Regions from separate parts of the Mus musculus genome. Here regions 1, 3, 4 and 5 are each linked to region 2. A link is a contact called in public Hi-C, HiChIP or PLAC-seq and promoter capture Hi-C data. All regions are on one chromosome and are shown on one strand. Each heading gives the region's core, a stretch centred on a gene start, on an enhancer-like site or on the middle of the called end of the contact. The rest is flanking DNA. Distances are from core to core; before and after follow the strand shown.

Region 1 (2,700 bases), core at 62-2,561, 420 kb after region 2:
ACTTCAGGAAGGACTTCTTAAACCTCCAAAGGCAGAAAGGAACTACCTGTCCTTCACTGTCCTAGGCAAGGTCCTGCTTGGAATGCCCACATCCCTAGCTGTCCCTGCCCAGCTTACCCTCAGTCACTGTTTCCAGAGTAATGGAGTGTCTACCTACCTAGTCTTGCTACCTGTGAACCGTTCTAGAAACAAATTACCGCCTTTTCGAAAGCAGAGGTCATGGAGTAACAACCATGTAATACCCACTGTTTCGGAGTTTGAGGAAGGAGGATCTCAAATTTAAGGCCACCATGGGCCTAGGGAAACCACCTCCAAAATCGACAGGGAAAGGGGTGGGGTCACAAAGTTAGGAAATCACATGGTTGAATCCTGACAACCCTGTCAGTGCCAGCATAAGAAGCCTCATGCCTCTGGCCTGTAACGGGAAATGTCCTAGAAGAGCAGCGGAGGGCTGGATAATGAAAGAATGAGAAAAGAGTCGCTTCATTGAGGAAAAGGCATCCAGGACTCGACTCCAGACACACGAGCCCATTCATGTACACAGGACTCCAGACTGAGAGACTGCTACATACTCACACCTAGAGTAAACAGAGATGTTCATTCAGTCACACGCGTTGGTGGAGACTACAGATGCATGCACAGCCTGGAGGACTCCCGCGATGGGCACAGACACCTACGCAGTGCTCTCACCGCCGGCGCCCGCCCAGAATCCAGAAGCACGCCCAAAGCCTGAGCGGAGATCTCAGGGCCCTAGGCATGCACACACCCACCCGTCCCTCAGGCAGATGTTTCCGGGTACTTACCGAGCACGCGTTCCCGGGAGTTCGCAAGCCTAGAGGGCGCTCCCAGGACTCCAAGGTGTTTCTCCTAGGCACGCCGCCAGGGCACGCAGGCGCACGCCTAGGGGGCGCTCGCAGGGGCCACGCGTGCGCGCACACCCCTGCCCAGCCTGCCGCCGCCCTCGCGAGGCCGAGGCGGGAGCGACGAGGCCCGGGCGGGAATCGGGAGCACTGCCGGCATGGAGATGCTGCTGCTGGGCGCCGGGCTGCTGCTGGGCGCCTACGTGCTTGTCTACTACAACCTGGTGAAGGCCCCGTCGTGCGGCGGCATCGGCAGCCTTCGGGGCCGCACGGTCGTGGTCACTGGTGAGTGCGCGCGAGCGGGCGGCGGGGAGGCCGGGCGGGTGGCCGCGGCCCGACCGGCTGAGCTGGCTCCCACCCGCCGCCCGCAGGCGCCAATAGCGGCATCGGAAAGATGACAGCGCTGGAGCTGGCGCGCCGGGGAGCGCGCGTGGTGCTGGCCTGCCGCAGCCGGGAGCGCGGGGAAGCGGCCGCTTTCGACCTCCGTCAGGTGAGACCATAGGGGAATGCGGGAGGCGGGTGAGCCCGGGACGCGGAGGGCGGAGCAGAGCGACGGAGGAATCAAGATCTGAGAGGAGAGAGCCTCACTATCCCTTAAACAGAGAGGAAGATGCAGGGACTGCTGTGGTCTTTAATCTTGAGAGCTTTAAGAATCAGAGTTAATGAAGTCAGGTGTGGTCCCAGCACCGGGCTGCGAGCTCAAGGCCAGCCTTGGCAAAGGCGACAAAGAAGGAAGGGTTAGGATAATGAAGAGATGCAGAAAGAACAGCAGGTGCAAATGCCCTGAGACTAGAGAGTCTAATTGGAGAGACAGGGGGCGGGAGATGAAGCAAGGAATAAAAGGAATGTCCTGAAGTGGTTCTGAGCCACAGCCAGCTTCTGAAGGCCCTTCCAAATACCATCGAGTTGAAGACAGCTGAGCAGAGAAGACACTTCAGTAGGCTCTGGACCATCCTGATGGCTTTTTCAGATGAATTTCTTAGAACTGTGCGGTGTCTAGACTGCAGAGGACAGGAGTGAGAGGGTCACATACCTTTAATCCTAGCACTTGAGAGGCAGAGACAGGTAGATTTCTGTGAGTTGAAGACCAGCTTGGGCTACATCCTAAGACTCTGTCTCAAAATAAACAAGCAAACAAATAAAATAAATTTTTTTTAAAAAGGTGTGTAAGAGAAGACCACAGTCTCTTAGGAAAAGTTTGTTACAGCAGGACATGCTGGTGCACACCTGTAATTCCAGCCCTGAAGAGGCTGAGGAAGGGAGATCATGAGTTCCAAGGCAGTCTGAGCTACGTAGCAAGATGCTGTCTACAACAGGTGAAAGGCTGTAATTGATTTTTATGGTAAATGATAATAAAAACAAGGGATGTTAATGGCAAATACCTGCACGCTGCTGACTGGGTATTTAATATATATTAACTCTAGCTCAGGCAGGCCTTGAACTGGTGACAAAAGGGTAGCTAGGATAACCAATGTGTGCCACCACACCAGACATACATGTATTTTATCTGATTTAACTCTCCCAGCTTTTTTTTCCAGTAGAAAGTATTATTATTGCTGTTAATATTATTACTATCCTCTCATTTTTCAGTAAGAGAACAGAGGCCCAAAAGATATTCAGTATCACGTCTGAAGTCACACTCTAGTTAGGGGCAAAGTCAAGATTTGAATCCACACACCCATTACACGCTGATGCATAGAGGCAGGTTTTAGTCATAGGTGGGTAGACTCTCAGAAGCCTGGAAAGAGGGAGGAGAAGGGAGATACCCAGTAACAATCCTAGCCCTTGCTGCTCCACAGGAAAGTGGAAACAATGAGGTCATCTTCATGGCCTTGGACTT
Region 2 (2,759 bases), core at 31-2,530:
AGCGGACATACTTCCCATGGACATATCTCAGGGGAATATCCGAACAGTACTGTCATCGATTTAAAAAGCAAAGGGAAAAAAAAACTAAGCTCTCCAAGGGAAGCGCCATTGCTCCAGCCCCCCACCCCCACTTCTGTGTATGCATGGGTATGTGTACGAAGAAACTGACTTGTACTCCTGCAGCACTGCAGTAGACTAGAAGATGGGGGGGGGGGATGCTTCCATCACCCCTTACATTAGAAAGGTACAGACTTCCTTGGGGAGGAGTGGAAATCATCCAGTTGGCTGTCCAGAGCATTCTCCATTCCCAAGAATACAGACGCTACAAAGGAGGAGGAGCGGGAGCAGAGACCAGAAAGGGACCTCGCGCCTTTAAATCGGGGTGCACGTCAACTCAAATCTCCCTAACTAGAGCCACACCTTCTTAGAAACATCCCCTTCCACCACCTCTTCCGGTGACCCTTAGGAAAAAGGAATGCAATTGCTCTGGCCCCTCAAAACAGGAGGGCGCCCAGCTCACCAGTTTCTTCACCCCACCCACAGATTCACAGACCCTCCCTGTCTCCCTCCCCCACTCTATCCCCGATCTCTTCTTTCACCCGGAGAGGCCTGAGTGGGCACAATCTCCCCGCCCCCTCCATGTCTTCCTTTCCCAAAGCAGAGGTGCCCTTACCCCTTCGCCGGCAGGTCTGGGGCAGAGCAGACGGGCGCAGACCCCTGGAGCGCTCCGGTGGCCGCAGCGCTGGAGAGCGAGGAGTGAGGAGGAGGGGGCCCGGCGACAGACCGCCGCCCCCCCCCCAGCCACCCAGCCCAGGCTCTACGACAAGGGGCCGGGGGGAGGGAGGGGGGGACGAGGGGACGACCGGGGTCGAGGAGGCGCCCTTAACGCTCCGGCTCAGTTAAGATGGCGCGGGGGAAGTGCCGGGAGTCGCCGCCGCCGCCGCCTCGGGGGAACCGGACCGGGGCCTCGGCCGCCTCCGGTCCTCCCAGCCGAGGCCCTGTCGGTCCCCCGCCGCGGCCCCTTGGCGGGCGGGCCCACGCGCACCCCTCCGCCACCACTACCACCCCTGGGAAGGGGGCGCTCACAAAGAGAAGAGAGGCCGCGGGCCGTCGGGCCGCGGGGCGGGGTCCCCGGGGGCCGAGAGGCCTGGGAGGTTCGCGACTGCTCCGCGCTCTCAGCCCGCGAAGGGCGCAAGGCGAGTGGGACCCCTCCTCTCTCCTCAAGCGGGCGGCGGCACCGGCTCACTCTCTTCGCCACCCTCCCTCTCTCCTTCCAAGCCCTGAAGCCACAGAGCTCGGCCGCTGCCCAGGTTCTCTCCCCCCCCCCTTCCCGACACCACTCCCCTCCTCCCGACAGACATCTCAGCCTCAGATCTCGCGAGAGTTCTTGCCTGACAGGCCCGACCCTGCGCGAGACAGGACAGTATGCGCGCGCGGGCGCGGGCGCGCGGGCGTCCTCTCGGGAGTGCGCGAATACTTAAAGCTGGGCGGAGTGGCCCGAGTGGCCCGAGTGGCCCGGAGTGCTAGGCTTGGTCCAGTCCCACCCTCAGCTCGCCTTCGCTACGCGGGCGTCAGGTGCGTGCTAGTCAGTCCCGGAAATCCTGGGGAGAAGAGCTCCGCGCAGTCCTTCCCTCTTCCCACCTCCAGAACAGCAGCCTCCCACTAATACTGCCAAACTGAAACTTTGCTCCAAAGTGGAGAACATCTCATTCCTACACACACCTTAGTTGGACTCCTCGTGGGACTCAGGGATAAACTTCGCAGCATAATCACTATGTACCTGCGTTTGTGCGGTACTGATGGTTAGTTTGGGAACGGCAGTTAAAGACTTTCATATAAGCCATATTTGTGATGGAAGAAAAAGAACTTCAAAGGGCTTTGTAGACTTAGAGTAAAAGATCTTTTTCAGTATAAAAGAAGCAAGTTGGCCAGTAATCAGGAAGCAGAGGCAGGTAGATCCGAGTTCTAGGCCAGCCTGGTCTACCTAGTACATTCTGGGTTAGTCAGGGTTACACAGTGAAACCCAGTCTAAAAGCAACAAAGTAAAGTAGTCTATGTAGGAAAGAGGTAAATCTTAGCGTGGGTTTAGAAACAGTTTTTTAAAACACATACACACACACCATCTTCAGTCACCCCCGATCTAGTCTAGGACTTTAGCTAGAACAGACTGTAATTGTTATTGAGGATCTAACAAGTGACCTGGTAGTGATGGGTCACACCTGTATTCTGTAATCCCACCCAACACAAGAGGCTGAGGCAGGAAATCATGAGCCTGAGTTAGATAGAGGCCAGCTTGAGCTATACTTTAACAACCTCTCTAGATATTGACAGAGAGAGAGCAAGAGCGCAAGAGGGGGTTCAGAAATTAAGAGCAAGTTCTGCTTGGTCTTGCAGAGGACAGTTTTCCAGCACCCGTGTAAGACAACTCAAAACCAACACACACACACACACACACACGTTAATTAAAATCTTTTTAAAAAACAGAAAACTCAAAGAAGAAAAAAGAAAAAAAGAAGAGAGAAAAAATGAAAAAAAAATTAAAAAAAAAAAACAAAAAGAAAAAAAAAACAAAACAACAACAACAAAAAAAAAAGCCAGAAAACTCAGCTAGGTATGGTGGCGAACGCCTTTAATCCCAGCACTCAGGAGGCAGAGGCAGGTGGATTTCTGAGTTCGAGGCCAGCCTGGTCTACAAAGTGAGTTCCAGGACAGCCTGGGCTATACAGAGAAACCCTGTCTCAAAACAAAACAAAAAAAAA
Region 3 (2,700 bases), core at 138-2,637, 290 kb before region 2:
ACCCCCTTTTAGACAGGTTCTCTCCATGTAGCTTAGGCTGGGCTGGAACTCTATTGTATCACAGGCTAGTCTAAAAATTAGGATCCTCTTGTCTCTGTCTCCCAGGATCATAGGCGTTGTACTAGTTTATATTTTGTAGTAATTTAAGGAAAATATTTAGGCTAAACAGATTTCAGCAGTTAGGAGTAAGTACTGCTTTTGCAGAAGACCTGAGTTTGATTCTCAACTCCCACATCTGGCAGCTCACAACCATCTGTTAACTGCAGAGCATTAACACATTCTTCTAGCCTTCATGAGGACCTGCACTTGGATCTCACAAATAATCTAAAAAACAAAATGCTTCATAAATAGCGGGTAACTCACAAAAATTTCCTGTTGCTTCAACTGATAGGCAAGAAAGCTTTATTTAGGTTTTCTTTTAATCCTGTCATAATAGGAGTAAGATATGACTTTGACTTCATTTGCAATTGTTGCATACTTTAACTTATTTTTACTTTACTAGATGTTATATTTTTATAAAGTATGAATAGGTTGAATTTTTGGTCTGGCTCCTGATTCCAGCCAGTATCAACATTCTTTCTTGGTGTTCTGTCCTGTTCCTTGTGCCCACATGTTCAGCTAGCTAGTCACCAGAATTGGAAGAGGTGCTTGAAGATGACTGCAGATTCTTTGCTGCTGCTTCCCCAGAAGAGGAATCTAGTTCCTCTCCTGGAATCTGGGTTGTCCTTTAATGCATCAAGAGAGTGTAACATAGTGGCATTACACTATTGCCAGCTCCAAGCCTAGCATCCTTTTAGAGCCCTGGGCTGCTATGCAAGAAGCCAACCCTGAAACTACTCTCCTTTGAGGGGGCCCAAGCCATATTAGAGCTCACATTAGGCACTGCAATGTACCTTCAGTTTTACAGCCATCCAGGTCAAAACAACAGTTGTGAGACTGAAGCTGCTTGGATCTTCATGTATTCGCTGTACAACAGCACTGAGTGAATAATAAGTATTGAGTGAACACCCAGCTAAGTGCTCCTGGGATTCATTTGTTACAAACCAATTAATAATCTATGCAACTGGTTTCACCTCCATTTTCTTTGCTCCTAGGAAATAGGCTAAGCTTTCTCTTAACAAGTAATCCAAACACTAGGAATGGTACCTGTATTAAGCAGAGTTTTCTAGAGATACAGAACCAACCGAATTCACACACACACACAAAGCATGTTCATAGACGTATATTCTCTGGTGCAACACAGCACACAGGACCAAGTTCTCAAAACAGTAGATGGGACGTGTTAGCAGTTCCAATCTAGTGCAGAAAGCCTGAGAGCTCCCTGGAGAGCCACTGGTCTATAAGGAATGACTGAAGACAATGGAGTTTGTTGTCAGTAGATGGCAGCAAATATAGATGAATCATTCAAATAGAAATGAGCCGGGGCAAGCATTTGCTGCTTTCCTCTGGCTTCTTCCTTTTTCAACTGGGATGCCATTTGGGAGGGACCGTCCACACTTAAGAGTGGATCTCCCCACTCCCTACTTGCTCTCACATGTTAGTCCTCTCTGTACACATCTCCACATTCACTCAGATGCCTTTCACCAGTTCTAGACACCTTTAAATCCAGCCATGGTGACAACCAGTAGAGTTGTCACAGTGCCTTTACATCCTCCTGCTTCCACAGACCAGAAGCACAGCACTATCTTTAGTTCCAAAGTGCACACTTCCTCTTAAAAGGCCACTATTGATTTTTTTCCTGACACCCCCTAGCCCCCCCCCATTATTAGTTTATTGCCAAGGGCAGAGAAAACTGATAAATTATATCTACCATATCTAGTTAATGGATAATCCAGTTTCCTGGCTATAGAGCTGTCATGGTAGGATACCTAGCATTGTGGAACCATAACAGTAAGACTACTTGATAGCTTTAACCCCCAATTCTACCTTTGTTCCAGCAATGCACAACTACTCAATGCTCCTCAAATGTGAAACTTGTTTCCACTTATTCTTGTAAAAGTAACTTTTATTCTCCTATAGTAATTGTCATCTCTTATTTTTACTGCCTTTTTCTGCTAACCTAGGCCTAGTCCTAGAAGCCTCTAGCCTCTATAGAATCTTATCTAAGCCTAGAATGTTGTCACTGCTAAATAAGCTCACCCTTTCTAGGTCTTTCTGAACTCTGGCTGGCTAGTCAACTCAGCTGTTCCTGGCTCAAAACTTGGCTTTACATTAATTGATTCAATCTGGCTTCTCTCAGCTTCTCCTAAATTGCTCTGTTTTGTATAATACAAACTTTGGCAGTATATTCTGATCTTTTGGCTCCTTATTCTCTGGTTTGTTCTGTCTTCACCTGTGTCTACCATGTTCCCTCTCTGAAACCTCTCTTTATAACTGTCCTGGTAAAACTGCCTCCTTTCTACTTCCTCTCTCTCTGCACTGCACACTTAAGTAGCTTCCCTTTCCTCTCTCCTTTGAGAGTTGGGCAGATCCTATTCTGTCAAATATTTCTCTGATTCATCACTTTGTTTGCCACCAATTAGATATCACTTTCAAACATGGGTGCTTCTTTCTACAAACTAAATTTATCTTCATTGTTTGGGATTCAGGGTAAGTCTGTATTCCTGCCAGACAAATTAAAGTTGTGTGCTAATGCTGAGCCATATCATGACTAGAAACAGGTCTTTTTTTTTTTTTTTTCCTTCAGTAAATAACACAATC
Region 4 (2,700 bases), core at 104-2,603, 320 kb after region 2:
CACCTGCTGCCTGGGATTCTTTACAGCAAGCAAGATGGCTCCCCAGAGCCCACAAAAGGATCTACAGAGCATCAAAGGAGCAAAGCTGGAAGACTGTAAGGACCGAAAGACTCTCCTAGGAATGAAACTTAGGGCAGAAGTCACTTGCTTCCAGGATGAGATGGGGGAAGTGCTGTGGACAAATTGTTGGGGTTTGACCCACGTTCACATGGAAAGAACTCAACATTAAGCTGCCCTTTGAGGGCCTCCTTCTTCCTCTACAGATATTAACATCAGCCACGTGGTTGTGTCCTGTTGAGTCCACTGAAATTCAGTAACAAGCCTAACCATGTCCCTTGGGTCTGAATAATAGCCTCTAGTTCTGCACAGCTATGGCTAGCCTGTTATTGGCCCATGGCTTACTGGGGTTCCTCAGGTCACAAAGTCATGGGATCTTATTTTTCTGTGCTATTGACTATTCCAACTACTCTGGGGTTACTGCCCCTTCTTCAAGTTTTCCTCCATCTGAAACAATCAGCTACACCTGGTGGGTTGAAGGTGTAGCTCAGTGGTAGAGCCCCTCCCTATCTATCAAGTATGGAATCATGTGCCAGGTCCTGGTAAAAAAAAAAATGAAAATTTAAAACTAAAACAGTCATAAAGACCCCTGATATTCATGCTTATCCCATTTTCTTCGTCAGTTCCAAGACCGAAGCTGGTATTGGCATAAAAGATCTGTGTTCCTGTGGCTATTCTTGTTCTACAGAGGAAATAGAGGAAGCAAGGTCTGGAACCCCATGGCTACATGGGGACCCAGGGTGCTGCCTTCAGCACCCCACAGCTTGACCCAGGTTGCCCCCTACCAAGTGGAGAATGTCTCCCCAGGACACAAGTGCCACTGGCTTTTAACTATAATATCAGGATAATTAAGCTTTTCTGTGAGCACAGTTTGCTGCTGATGCAGCTGCCTGGAGCCCTGGCATTTATTGAGCGCAAAGTAATAATTTATTGTCCTTTGTACGTTCAAAAGCCGTCTTCATTATCGGCCCAGGATGGAGCTGCCACAAGGGCAGGCGGGCCTCACCAGCTGCCTCACTGATGTGCATCTTTCCAGATCACCCTTGTAGCTGTCAGGTACCAAGGTGGGGTGGAGAGAGAGGTGAGGAGGGGGTGTTCTCTTTAATGGAGAATCCGATTAGAACCTGACACCTTGGTAAGCTACAAACCCGGGAGAGGGTGGCAAGCTTGGCTGGGCGTGGGCAGCTCGGGAAGGCGGGGGCTGTGTGCCACATTAGCAGGGCAGTCCTTTCCCCAGGGCTCGAAAGCCTGTTCTCTTGCCGCTGGGTCTTCTGCGCCTTTGCTTGAGACTTTACGGTAAGCCGCTCCTCCTGCGCCCCCGCCCCCAGCCCCGCGCGGCGATCCCGGGCGCCGACGCCAGGCGCTGGCCGTGGTGCTGATTCTGTCAGGCGCTGGCGGCGGCGGCGGCGGCCCCGCTGCTCTCCCCGGGACCGGCTCTGCCCCCCGCGCCCACGCCTCTCCCAGTCCCCAGTTCCCCTACCGCGGCCCCGACCCGGGGCGCGGCCGCAAGCAGCACCATGCGCCCAGCAGCCCTGCTGCTCCTGCCCTCGCTGCTGGCGCTCCTGGCTCACGGTAAGGGACCCGGGCGTCCGGCCACAGGACGGGGGCGGGCGCGGACTCCCAGGGGTAGGAAAGCAAGACCATCCCGGCGCCTTGCTCCGTGCGTCCTGTTGTTCCTCCCAAGCACCACGTCCCGCCGGCTGCGCTGTCCCCGGCGCCGACCCAGCCGGGCGGGGCGCGGGCTCTACGGGCGGGAAGCCGCCGCGGCTCCCGCCATTCGCGCCCGGCCGAGACCTCGCCTTTAATCATCTCCCCGGATCTAATGGGATTTCTCTGCTGCAATTCATCACGCCACCCCCTCCCCGCACACACGCGCTCTCCCGCGCGCTCCCTCGCTCCACTCCAGGCGTCTAGGGGCGCCCGGGCGCGTTGCGGGGGGGGCGGCAGGTCGCGGGTGCAGAGTCCGGACAGCCCAGCTACCAGCCCGCCGTTCTGCCTACCCCGCTGGTCTCCAAACTTCGCTCGACTTTGCCGCTTATTCTGGGTCCCTCGTATCCTCACTGCAGAGGAACTGGGTCGGGTGGTGGCCGGACCCGGGACTGGGACATCTCTCACCTACCTCTGCCTTGACGCTGTCAAGTCAGGATTGGAACCTAGAACACAATTCTGGGGAAACATATCCGGGGACCCTGAGAGCCCACTGCCCAGCCCCTCGCTCTTCTCTGGGTTGCAGCAACTGAGGTCCTGGGACTGGCTGCCCTCCCTGAAATTCTTTTCTTGCACACAGACACACACATGCACACACGCACATGCACGGAGCGCTGCTTCTCTTCGGCTCTGCCTTCCTGCCGGGTTCTATCGACCTCGGAGCCGCAGACTAGTTAGCGGAACTCACCGTTTGTCCCAGCCCCGGACGCCGAGTCAAGTCCTAACTTCATTGATCTCGGTCAAGAAACGCTTGGCCTCGGAGTTAGCACCAAGGGAGTTTGGAGGAAAGATGAATGGGAAGCAGGAAGGGTCTGAAGCAAGTGGTCTCGGGAGTCTTCAAATGCTTAGGTCATTCTCCGCTTTTACTAATCGCCTGCTGGGGTCCGCGAAACTGCACTTTTGACTTGGGACTCAAAGTCCCTCGCCATATGGTTA
Region 5 (2,773 bases), core at 224-2,723, 510 kb before region 2:
GGGGCCTCCATGCCTCCTTTTCTGTGGGATCGGGCGTTGATCCCTCAGCCATGCATATGTGTGGCATGGACCCTAACAAAACGACCTATGTCCCAAGTTTGGAAGCTCATGTTTTTTTAAAATGAGGTATCTCATTTAAAACACACACACACACACACACACACACACACACACAAAACAAAAAACAGACAATGAATGGATCAATGTGTCTCTGGTTAAAGAGTTTCCCCCAATCTGGTGACAGAGAGAGAGGAAGTCAAACAGAACCTCCTGAGTCCCCAAAACTCCTAAATGTCTTCAAAAGGATTTTCCCCGGCAAAGTTCAAATCAAGTACGAGTGATGAAGTGAAAACGTTTTCAGACATAAAATCCTCTTCCTCAGACAACCACTACTGGAGGAGGGCACAGAGGTCAAGGGCTTGCTCAGCTAAGTGTGGGACCCTCGGTCCTAGACCCAGCACTTAAGGAAAAGCCAGGAGAAAGGTAACTGCTATTGGGTAAGGACGACCAGTGAGAGACTTTGGAGCTGTCAGTCCTGAATGGGACACTGTTATCGAACTCCTCCCCTCAAGGCTTAAGGTCTGTGTGGAAGAGGAGACAGACAGACAGACTGACTGTAAGAGCCAGAGGTGGGGGATGAAGCCAAGGAACAACGTCTTCTAGACCCGACAAGGTTGCTACACGTACGAACTCACAGAGACTGTGACACGTTCAAGCTAGACAAAATCCCAGCACAGAGAAGGGGAAGCGGACACAAAGTTCCATCCCTAACCAAGAAGCTATTTGGAGATGGTTCCTGCTGGGAAAGGGACACTCAGTTTTCCCGGGTGGGGTGTCTATCAACCACACTCCAGATCCTATGCTCTTCCCGGCATGTCCAATCTCGGAGAGAACCTGCAGATATTGCCGGTACCATCTCATGCTTCCTGAATAAGAGATTTTTTTTTTTAACATAGCCTGTTTTTTTTTTTGGGGGGGGGTTGTTTGTTTGTTTGTTTTGTTTTGTTTCGAGACAGGGTTTCTCTGTATAGCCCTGGCCGTCCTGGAACTCACCTTGTAGACCAGGCTAGCCTCGAACTCAGAAATCCGCCTGCCTCTGCCTCCTGAGTGCTGAGATTAAAGGCGTGCGCCACCACGCCTGGCGATTTTTTTTTCAAAGCTGCAGGAAGGCCACACAAACTTTGTATAATAGATTGCCCCTGCCACAAGGGTCCTCTCCTGACACAAACAGAAAGATGCACCCAAAGAATGCTTTCTCTTTTCTCAAGAATGGAACTTAGAATTTCCTGATAGAATTTTATCTAAATGAGAGGGGACTGATATATCCCGGTGACCTAATAGCTTTGTTGGTTGCTACAGAGACTGATAACACTAAAAGGTTGTTAGTTTCAAAAGGGAAACCTGCCAATTGTTGGTTTCTGGCTGCGTCCCGGTCTATAACTTGCAGTTCTGATTTCTGCCACACGAGGGCACTATCGGAAAGCAAAACGCAGTATTTCCGTGGTCAAGGATGCTGAAGGAAAGGCTAGAGTTCAAAGACTGGGCGAGTGGTGGAAATTTGCATGTGTTCTGAGCAGAGCAGGTGGCTCTAACAGGCAAATTTGAGGCAGAGTCTAAAGAGATTCCTTTGAGGCATTGTGTCCTGCCACAGGAGCCTTTAGCAGCTCCCCAGATTGGGGGATGGGCTTATTAAGGACACACACCTGCAGGGTGTAGAATGGCAAGGCCTGTCCCTTATGCTTATTCCTTATGTCAGAGGGACTGGATTGAAGATCGGTGGGTGCCTATGTCCTTGTCCAAGAAGGGGAACATCACTCAGGAACACAAGGAATCCTGGCATTAAGCTCTAGGTGGAGGGGCTGGCAAGTTGGCGGGGTCAAAGAGGAACAAGGTCACAGGGAGAATACCAATTAGACAAACTGGTCTGCTGGAGTTCATTATAGATGTTAGTTCTCCCCCAAAGGAGGAACCAGAGACTAAAGGTGGGGGTAGGGCCAGGGAGACTGAGGTTGAAGCTAGGCATCCTGGGGGACAGATACAGGCTTCTCTGAACTCCAAAGTCCTCAAATATAAAGTATATGAGAGTATACACTGGGCAGGTCTTAATGATACAGGTCTGTAACCCTAGCCACTTAGAGCCCAAGGCAGGAGGATCACAAGTTCAAGGCCTGCCTAAGCAATTGAGTGAGACTCTTTCAAAATAAAAAGTAAACAGAGCATAGGAGGTCTAGCTTGGTGGTAGAGTGCTTACCGAGCAAGTATTCAGTAACACACACACACACACACACACACACACACACACACACAGAGCAAACAGTAAACACTATCCAGTTGTTTTTATTGCTGATTGCCGATGTTACTTGTTCCCTTCAACGATCGATCCTTAGAAGTCAGATCTGTGTGGTGCCTGTGAATGTAGGCTACCATGACTGAGCTCAGAGACATGAACTGTTGCTCATATAGAATTCCAAATAGAAGTTTCAAACCGGATTCACATTACTCATGGTGCACACTAATTCTCTGGGAGCCCCAGGCACTCTTAGGCTTCTGGGAGTGCCTCACTGTCCTAGCAACATCCTGATGGCATCACCACACCACAAGCTCAGTGCTCTGCCACCCATGTCTACAGCCTGAGGGGCGAGGCTCCCATCCCTGCCATTGCTTTTATCTTTTCCTTGTCCCTGGGGTCTCTCAGTTCTGAGCTTCGCAACCTAATATATGTATCACAGAAGCCCAGAAAGCCTCCTACTTGGTGGAGGAGAGGGAGAGAGAG

Evidence for each region. Promoter capture Hi-C pulls out the DNA fragments that hold promoters and counts their contacts. A called contact is a pair of places that touch in the nucleus more often than the background predicts. HiChIP or PLAC-seq counts read pairs in DNA pulled down with a chosen protein or histone mark.
Region 1: a Hi-C map of Th1 cells shows a contact between it and region 2, with 4 times the contacts expected there. The contact joins the promoter of Dhrs13os here to the promoter of Taok1 in region 2. A contact is called at or near these places in 1 of 39 promoter capture datasets (liver) and 1 of 484 Hi-C or Micro-C datasets (Th1 cells).
Region 3: a Hi-C map of the HPC-7 cell line shows a contact between it and region 2, with 3 times the contacts expected there. The contact joins the enhancer-like site here to the promoter of Taok1 in region 2. A contact is called at or near these places in 3 of 39 promoter capture datasets (the 3T3-L1 cell line, 3T3-L1-derived adipocytes and liver), 2 of 484 Hi-C or Micro-C datasets (the HPC-7 cell line and pro-B cells) and 4 of 115 datasets of contacts at active chromatin or transcription factors (the 230-238 cell line, embryonic limb bud, large pre-B cells and 1 more).
Region 4: a contact with region 2 is called in a promoter capture Hi-C map of embryonic stem cells. The contact joins the promoter of Sez6 here to the promoter of Taok1 in region 2. A contact is called at or near these places in 2 of 39 promoter capture datasets (embryonic stem cells and liver).
Region 5: an H3K4me3 HiChIP or PLAC-seq map of pro-B cells shows a contact between it and region 2, with 6 times the contacts expected there. The contact joins the enhancer-like site here to the promoter of Taok1 in region 2. A contact is called at or near these places in 1 of 39 promoter capture datasets (pre-B cells), 1 of 15 datasets of contacts at CTCF or cohesin (large pre-B cells), 10 of 115 datasets of contacts at active chromatin or transcription factors (the 230-238 cell line, the NIH/3T3 cell line, embryonic forebrain and 6 more) and 1 of 9 other capture datasets (embryonic stem cells).

Annotation. Positions count from the first base shown.
Region 1 is chr11:78,031,354-78,034,053 of GRCm38.p6, forward strand. It overlaps Dhrs13os (dehydrogenase/reductase (SDR family) member 13, opposite strand), which reads right to left and starts at 1,312. Exons shown (of 2, transcript NR_152257.1): 1 at 804-1,312; 2 at 1-578. It overlaps Dhrs13 (dehydrogenase/reductase (SDR family) member 13), which reads left to right and starts at 960. Exons shown (of 5, transcript NM_183286.2): 1 at 960-1,145; 2 at 1,232-1,350; 3 at 2,660-2,700. The coding sequence starts at 1,019.
Region 2 is chr11:77,606,535-77,609,293 of GRCm38.p6, forward strand. Taok1 (TAO kinase 1) reads right to left here and starts at 1,281. Exons shown (of 21, transcript NM_001364134.1): 1 at 674-1,281.
Region 3 is chr11:77,316,499-77,319,198 of GRCm38.p6, forward strand. The region is part of intron 1 of Ssh2 (slingshot protein phosphatase 2); the gene reads left to right. Among named protein-coding and RNA genes, the nearest start is that of Gm24989, 73 kb to the left of the region's middle. Within about 2 kb of position 1,388, at least 28 of the 459 cell types and tissues checked have an H3K27ac peak or open chromatin away from gene starts, as enhancers often do. A contact at or near this core is called in the HPC-7 cell line, where this site is marked.
Region 4 is chr11:77,929,486-77,932,185 of GRCm38.p6, forward strand. Sez6 (seizure related gene 6) reads left to right here and starts at 1,354. Exons shown (of 17, transcript NM_021286.4): 1 at 1,354-1,629. The coding sequence starts at 1,575.
Region 5 is chr11:77,098,863-77,101,635 of GRCm38.p6, forward strand. The region is part of intron 17 of Efcab5 (EF-hand calcium binding domain 5); the gene reads right to left. Among named protein-coding and RNA genes, the nearest start is that of Nsrp1, 22 kb to the left of the region's middle. Within about 2 kb of position 1,474, at least 27 of the 459 cell types and tissues checked have an H3K27ac peak or open chromatin away from gene starts, as enhancers often do. A contact at or near this core is called in the 230-238 cell line and pro-B cells, where this site is marked.